2 separate regions of the Mus musculus genome follow, and region 1 is linked to region 2. The links are chromatin contacts, called in public promoter capture Hi-C maps. All regions are on one chromosome and are shown on one strand. The core of a region is the stretch at or near the end of the contact, and the rest is flanking DNA. Distances in the headings are between cores, read along the strand shown.

The links. Promoter capture Hi-C pulls out the DNA fragments that hold promoters and counts their contacts.
Region 1: a contact with region 2 is called in a promoter capture Hi-C map of liver, with 2.1 times the contacts expected there. The contact joins the promoter of Crp here to the promoter of Cd244a in region 2. A contact is called at or near these places in 2 of 39 promoter capture datasets (the 3T3-L1 cell line and liver).

Annotation. Positions count from the first base shown.
Region 1 is chr1:172,695,865-172,699,318 of GRCm38.p6, reverse strand. Crp (C-reactive protein, pentraxin-related) reads right to left here and starts at 1,263. Exons shown (of 2, transcript NM_007768.4): 1 at 1,119-1,263; 2 at 1-905. The coding sequence starts at 1,182. The coding sequence ends at 292.
Region 2 is chr1:171,557,744-171,561,182 of GRCm38.p6, reverse strand. Cd244a (CD244 molecule A) reads right to left here and starts at 1,990. Exons shown (of 9, transcript NM_018729.2): 1 at 1,798-1,990. The coding sequence starts at 1,858. It overlaps Gm35200 (a long non-coding RNA gene), which reads left to right. Exons shown (of 5, transcript XR_373705.3): 3 at 2,738-3,439.

The sequences.
Region 1 (3,454 bases), core at 14-2,513, 1.1 Mb before region 2:
GAATTATGTCTGAAATTTTTTCAATTATATATATATATATGGATATTTACATATATATATATAAAACCATGGGTAAGTCAGATTCTCTTTGGTAGAGTCCTAGTGGGATGCTTATGCTGGAAGCCTTCCATTTAAATTCCGTGCTCTAGTGCTGAGGACCACAAAGCAGAGAAGTGAAAGGCCATATTCACAGAACAGACCTACAACATCTGCTGGGGCTAAAAGGTTCATAACCCGAGACAAGGGAGAGAATGTAATCCCAGGAGGTGCTTCAGGGCTCACAACAGTAGGTCAGGACCACAGCTGCGGCTTAATAAACACATCACCCTGTGCTTTATAGTTCAGTGCCCGCCAGTTCAAAACATTGGGGCTGAGTGTCCCACCAACATAGACTGTGCTGATCTGTTCTGGAGATAGCACAAAGTCCCACATGTTCACATCTCCGATGTCTCCCACCAAAGACTGCTTTGCATCAAAGTCACCGCCATACGAGTCCTGCTCCTGCCCCAAGATGATGCTTGCATCTGGCCCCACAGTGTAGCCCTTGTGCAGACTTTTCCGCACCTTGGGTTTCCCATCAATCCAGAACTCTACAATCCCCGTAGCAGACTCCCAGCTGGCACAGATGTGTGTTGGAGCCTCAGGAATCTCTGAAACCATGAATCGTACTTCAGCACCACCCACTCCAAAAGTATACTGTTTATCCTTATTCCAAAATATGAGAATGTCGTTAGAGTTCTTCTTGGTAGCATAAGAGAAGACACTGAAGCTGCGCACTGTGCTCAGAGCAGTGTAGAAATGGAGACACACAGTAAAGGTGTTCAGTGGCTTCTTTGACTCTGCTTCCAGAGACACATAGGAAGTATCTGACTCCTTGGGAAATACAAAGGCCTTTTTAAACATGTCTGTGAAACAGAAAACCAAGAAAGTAAGTAGTTTCTCAGATAATGAAGACTTATTCCTCCCTTACAGGTAGAGTTTGGGATCAAGGGTCATCTGGTCCTCTCCCAGGTTACATAAATACACAGCTACCCTGATCCTGATCCTTGATTCCTTATGCAAAATATTAAGTTCCGACCATTCTCCCATAGGGAAAAGATCTTTATGATAGCTCCTACCTTCATGACCAAAAGTCCGAGAGAAGCTGATCATGATCAGAAGGCACCAGAGTAGCTTCTCCATGGCTATGGATGCTGCTGGGATCTGGACTAAGAGGACAGTGTTTTGTCTGAAAGATCAAGGACAAGGAGTCCTGGAACGCTTGCCTCGGGCCCAGCCCATCCTCAGATTTATAACTATAGCAGATGGAGGGGCTGAACCACTTTGTAAATGATTTCCTAACACTGCCTCTTGGGGTAAACGTCAGACCACTGGGAGAAAGAGAAGCAAAAAAAAAATCATTCTAGAACAGAGAAATCAATGTGGGTTATTTATTACAAACTCCTGTGACCCCTGAATCACCAGCTTCTGTGTGACAGGAAAAATGAGAAAGCTTCCCAAGGCTCCACTTGGCCTAGCTCTACTGAGAAAAATAATGGGAAATTTTAGCTTAATAGATGAGCACTTGTGTGTGTGCATATGATGGCTGCATCTCCAGTGTCTGCTAACCTGTCCTGGAAGCTGCTCTTTTCCATATTGGGAAATGAAGAAAACAAGCATTCCATTCCCAGTACCAAGAACAAACTTTCCCTGGCCAACTGCCTAGACTTATCAGAGACCTTTGACTGAATGGAACACCTGTCCTATCCCAAATGTACCATTGGTCACAATCTTGTGTAACAGACTGGGTTTTGTTTGTTTGATGTTTTGGGTTTTTTTTGGTTTGGGGGTTTTGGGTTTTGGGGGTTTTTGGGGGGTTTTTTTGTTTTTTTGTTTCTTTTTTATAATGTGGAAGCTTCAGGGAGGAGGCAGGATAGTCAGCATTTGCTTCTTTTGTTCAGAGTCTAAGAAGTCCCTCCACACTGCCTAGCAACAGTTAAGCAGTTCTCTGCTTACCTCAGTCTTCTAGTTGAATACCATGCTCCTTGGCCTTGCTTCTGAACCCCGCACAAGCTCATCCATTCTTTCATTCCATTCATGAGTTGCCCTCTAATTGAGAAATTAGAGAAAAATAGTGTATCCCCTGAAGCAGAGAACCATTCATTCAGTAATTCCATTTTTAGTTAGATGCATTCCCATCCTAACAAAGTCAATTTCTCAGCATCAGCTATAGGTCAGAATGAGATTTGGACAGAAAAGAGACATTCTCTAGGTTGTATCCTTTATAGTGAAGATACAAGGCTTCCCTTTTACTACTTCCTTGTCCTCTGGTTAGGACTGATGGGAGAGGGAGAGGGAGAAGGGGAGGGGGAGGAGGAGGGGAGAGAGGGGAGGGGGAAGGGAGAAGGAGGGGAAGGGAGGGAGAGGGGAGGAGGGGAGGGGGAGAGGGGAGGAGGGGAGGGGGAGAGGGGGGGAGAGGGAGAGGGGAAGGGAGGGGGAGAGGGAGGGGAGGGGGAGGGGGAGAGGGAAAGGGAGGGAATCACCTTTCCTTAACAAGCTGCAAGCAGAGGTTGACACAGCAACTCAATAGGTTGAACCAGTAAATACTATCATAAAGCCATTGTTTTAACCCTTGACTATCATATACACAAATACTCATTTAAAGAATATGCAGTCTTAAATTTTGTCAAATTGTTATGAATTTGGTCATTCTCCTATTGAAGCTTGGTTGCTACCACTCTGTGTCTTTCCACTATAAAATCTACCTGCTTTTCTGACTCCCCATAAGAAATAAACAGTTGCTGAATGTATCTAAGGTCAAACTTGCACCTTTAGATCAGGCTCAAATGATACATCATCTAGTGAATTTTTCCCTGTGTTTCTTTCTGCCTTACACATAATTAATTTCACCTTCATTCTATCATTTCTCCAAATGCCAAAACTACAATAAACATGGCATTTTAGAGAAATAAGAGAAAGACAGAGGGAAAAAGAAAGAAGGTAGAAAGGTTATTTGTAACCAAGATCTCCATTGTCCCATATCTTCCTCCTTAACCCAAGGATTTCTGGTTCTAACCTCTATCACTTAAGAAGAAAACAACATAAAACTCTCTCTCTCTCTCTCTCTCTCTCTCTCTCATATTAAATTTAATAACCAATTTTCTAGGGTGTTTTTTTACTCTTATGCAACATCTGACATTAGCACAGGTCTTTTTCTTTTTTTTAATTTTTTAATTAGGTATTTTCCTCATTTACATTTCCAATGCTATCCCGAAAGTGCCCCATACCCACCCCACCCCCACTCCCCTACCCACCCACTCCCTCTATTTGGCCCTGGCGTTACCCTGTACTGGAGCATATAAAGTTTGCAAGTCCAATGGGCCTCTCTTTCCAGTGATGGCCGACTAGGCCATCTTTTGATACATATGCAGCTAGAGACAAGAGCTCTGGGGTACTGGTTAGTTCATATTGTTGT
Region 2 (3,439 bases), core at 741-3,240:
TCGTTTTTCTGAGCTCTTACCACACCAAGACAGTCCCCTGTCTCCCCTCCTAGAAGAATCCTCTCAGATTCCCTTTCAATGCACCCTGACTGACAGTGCCAGGGCCTCTTCTGCCTTCCCTTGGAGTTGGCATTGTACACACCTATTTTCCTGACTGGAAGATTTTCATGGGTATAATCTGGGTGTGGGATGTAGTTTAGTTAGTAGGGCCCTTGCCTCCCATGACCAAAGCTCGGTCTTATACGACAGCCTAGAATATGAGAGATTCTATCTTTAAAAACAAAAAATTGACCTCAGCTCAACTGTTTCCTTGCTAAATTTTGCCTAGTTCTCATAATATAGAAAAGTCATTGTAAATATGATAATTAATTCATGACTGGCTCTGCTATAGGGGTTGCATGCAAAATGTCAAAGAAGTTATCAAGCCATGGCTTTGGCCTTTTGCTTTGTGGGCTCTACATCATTGCAATTTCATTTCCTGTTCACAGGCACACAGAACAAAATGCCAGTTGCCTTGTGACAACTTGAAATCCCATGTACTAGATGGCTCAAACATTCCTGAAACAGTTTGACAACACCCACTAAGAATATAGACACTTAGACCCCATGATGTGACCTTGAAGGTGTATTGCTGTGTGACAGAAAGGCTCATGGCACTACTGTAAAACCATTTTAAAGATCAGGTGCTCACCCTCAAGAGAGTGAGCAGAGGATGGTGTAAGCCTGGGATGGAGTTGTCTTATCTCACCCAGATGCATGGCATGCAGGGACTGGAAACTCCCATCAAAGAGATAAGATACATAGACAAACGTCATAGAAGTGTCAAGTAAAAGAAGTCAGGAACCCATACCATGGGATGCCACGTACATCCAGGCAAAACTAATCTGTGAGATTTGGAGTGAGAATATTGCTTATGTTTATGGGAAAGACAGTAGACAATGAGTGGACATAAACGCACGATTGTCCCAAAGTCATCAGAAAAGTGACTCACTGACACGTACACTGATATGCAGATATCACACTTTAGTAAGAAAGGTTTGTCATCATCATCTGGCTGCCCCTGGGGTGACTTCTACTGAACCAGAGTCTCTTTGAGTCCTGAGCCAAAATCTCTTCCTCAGGAAGAGATTCCTCCATTCATGCCTCATTTGAGAGGAGGTAAGGTGACCAGAAGCTGAATGCAAATGAGTTGGGCCTGCTAGAGGGACTCCCGGGGTCCCCTCCAGCACAGTGACAACTAGAAAACAGTCCCTGAGAAATGCAAGGCTCAACCCAACCCACCCAAAGTGGAGCAGTCTCTGTGCTGACTCGTGAGACCCTGCCTGTCCTACCTTCTTTTCTCTACCTTACCTCACCCAGACCCAAAGCATCCAGGGACTCCTCACAACTCCCAGACCATCCTTTTCTTCAGAATGGACACGAATTCTGTGGGGAAGGTGACAATGACAAGGTGGTGTTTGTGTGAAACTGTGTCGGAATGAAGGAAAAAGCTATGGCTGGTGATGAATCCACTCCCAGAGCGAGAAAAGGGAAAGCTAATGCACACATTGCTCCAGAGAAGGCTTGTACACACATCGCTCCAGTTTTCCACAGTTTTCATACAGACTAAACTCCACCCACTTTACAATAGCCCTAAGGACCTGGACCACCTTCTCTAACCTCTCCTCTGGCTTTCTGTGTTCCAGGTGACTATCGAAATGGCATAATCAGAGGCTCTAACTTCTGATCTCCCTCACACACTCAGGCACCCATGGGTGTATGCCAGGCCCCATCCCACACCAACACAAAAATCCTTACCTTGGCCCTGATGAGCCCTGAGGAGCAGAAAGGTTGTGAACAGGACAGCTTGCCCCAACATCACCACAGGACAGAGCAGACTACGGGGGCCCTGTCTTCTCCAGGTGCTCAGATGTCAATAGGCTCGCAGCTAACTGTCAGCAGGACACAGCAGAACTACCTCACTGCCTGTCCAGCCACAATTTCCTCAACTGAAGGCTGTTCACTTCTGCTGTGCACTGACAAGGCTACCGAGAAAGCCTCAGTCCCTCCACGTGGGTTCCCACAAGCTAAGATGCCTCCAGTGGGTGGGTACTCAGAGTGCACAGTGACTCACAAAAAACCAGTTGCAAAATCCCAGCCCTTGGTCCTCCTCAGCCTGGTGCTGAATTCTTAGTGGCTCCCACAGGGTGGGAAAGAAAACCAACAGTCATTATTCCAGGCTGCCCCAAACCAGCATACACCGTGGAAGCAGAAGTCTGAAGGAACTTAGGGGTAGGGTGGCCTGAGAAGAAGAACCCTGAGTAAGTAGGTACTAACGTGGAAGAGGAAGAGCATATGGGGTGATTAAGGAAGAGACATAACATTTAGACTTGCTGGGAAAAATCTCATGAGCCCAGGAAGTCTGATCTCAAATGTTCAACATATGCAAACTGTGTTCCTCCTTTCACCCCTCCACAACCAAAGGATGTGAAACGCTTTGTGGTGCTCACCCCCTTCCGTGGCTGGATTCATCCTGTAGAAGAGCAGGCAGCAGAGATCCTTTGAACTCCAAGGAGGGGTGGAGTCAGTGGTACCCACCCCACCCCACCCCGAACCCCACTCCCTCAGGACCCTTTACTTCAAGGCCATATCCAGAAGCCAGGCCTCTTGCTCTTTTCCTCTTCTTTTCCCCTTAGCAACAAACACGTGTGGTTCTCCCAAGCCCATCCTCTCATTCCATTCTTTGATCTGTTTCTAGCCCGACCAACACTGAGCAAGAGCGGCCTTTATAGGACAGGTGGCTGCCAGTGGTGGCAAGCAACGGATGCTCTGGACCAGACAGACAGTCAATTTGGAGTCAAAGACCTGGACTTGAACTCCAGCTCATCAACTTGCAACCTGTGTAGTGCTGACCAAATTGCTTTCTGAGTCCTCACAGTCAACAGCAGTTGGGTAAGCGAGATGGCTCAGTGGGTTAAGGTGCTCATCATCAGGCCTGCCAGCCGGAGCATAATCGCCAGAATCCTCCTGATGAAGAGGGAGGATGGACTCCACCCCTGACTTCCACACATGCCCAAGTGAACACACACACACACACACACACACACACACACACACACACACACACACACACACAAACACAAATCTATGATCTTCCCCCTGAAGGTAAGCAATACATGGAAATGGAAACTTGGCTTCCCTTCAAGATAGTTTTCAGCACCAAATTAATAGCTATCCTTGAGAGCTTGAATAGAAAGCTCTGGAATATACTGGTGTGAAAATGCCATAATAAGTGCTGGAGAGATGGCTTAAGAGCACTGACTGCTCTTCTGAAGTTCCTGAGTTCAGTTCCCAGCAACCACATAGTGGCTCACAACCATCTGTTATTGTATCTGATTACCCTCTTCTGCTGTGTCTGAAGAGAGCAATAGAGTACTCATATACATAAAATAAATAAATA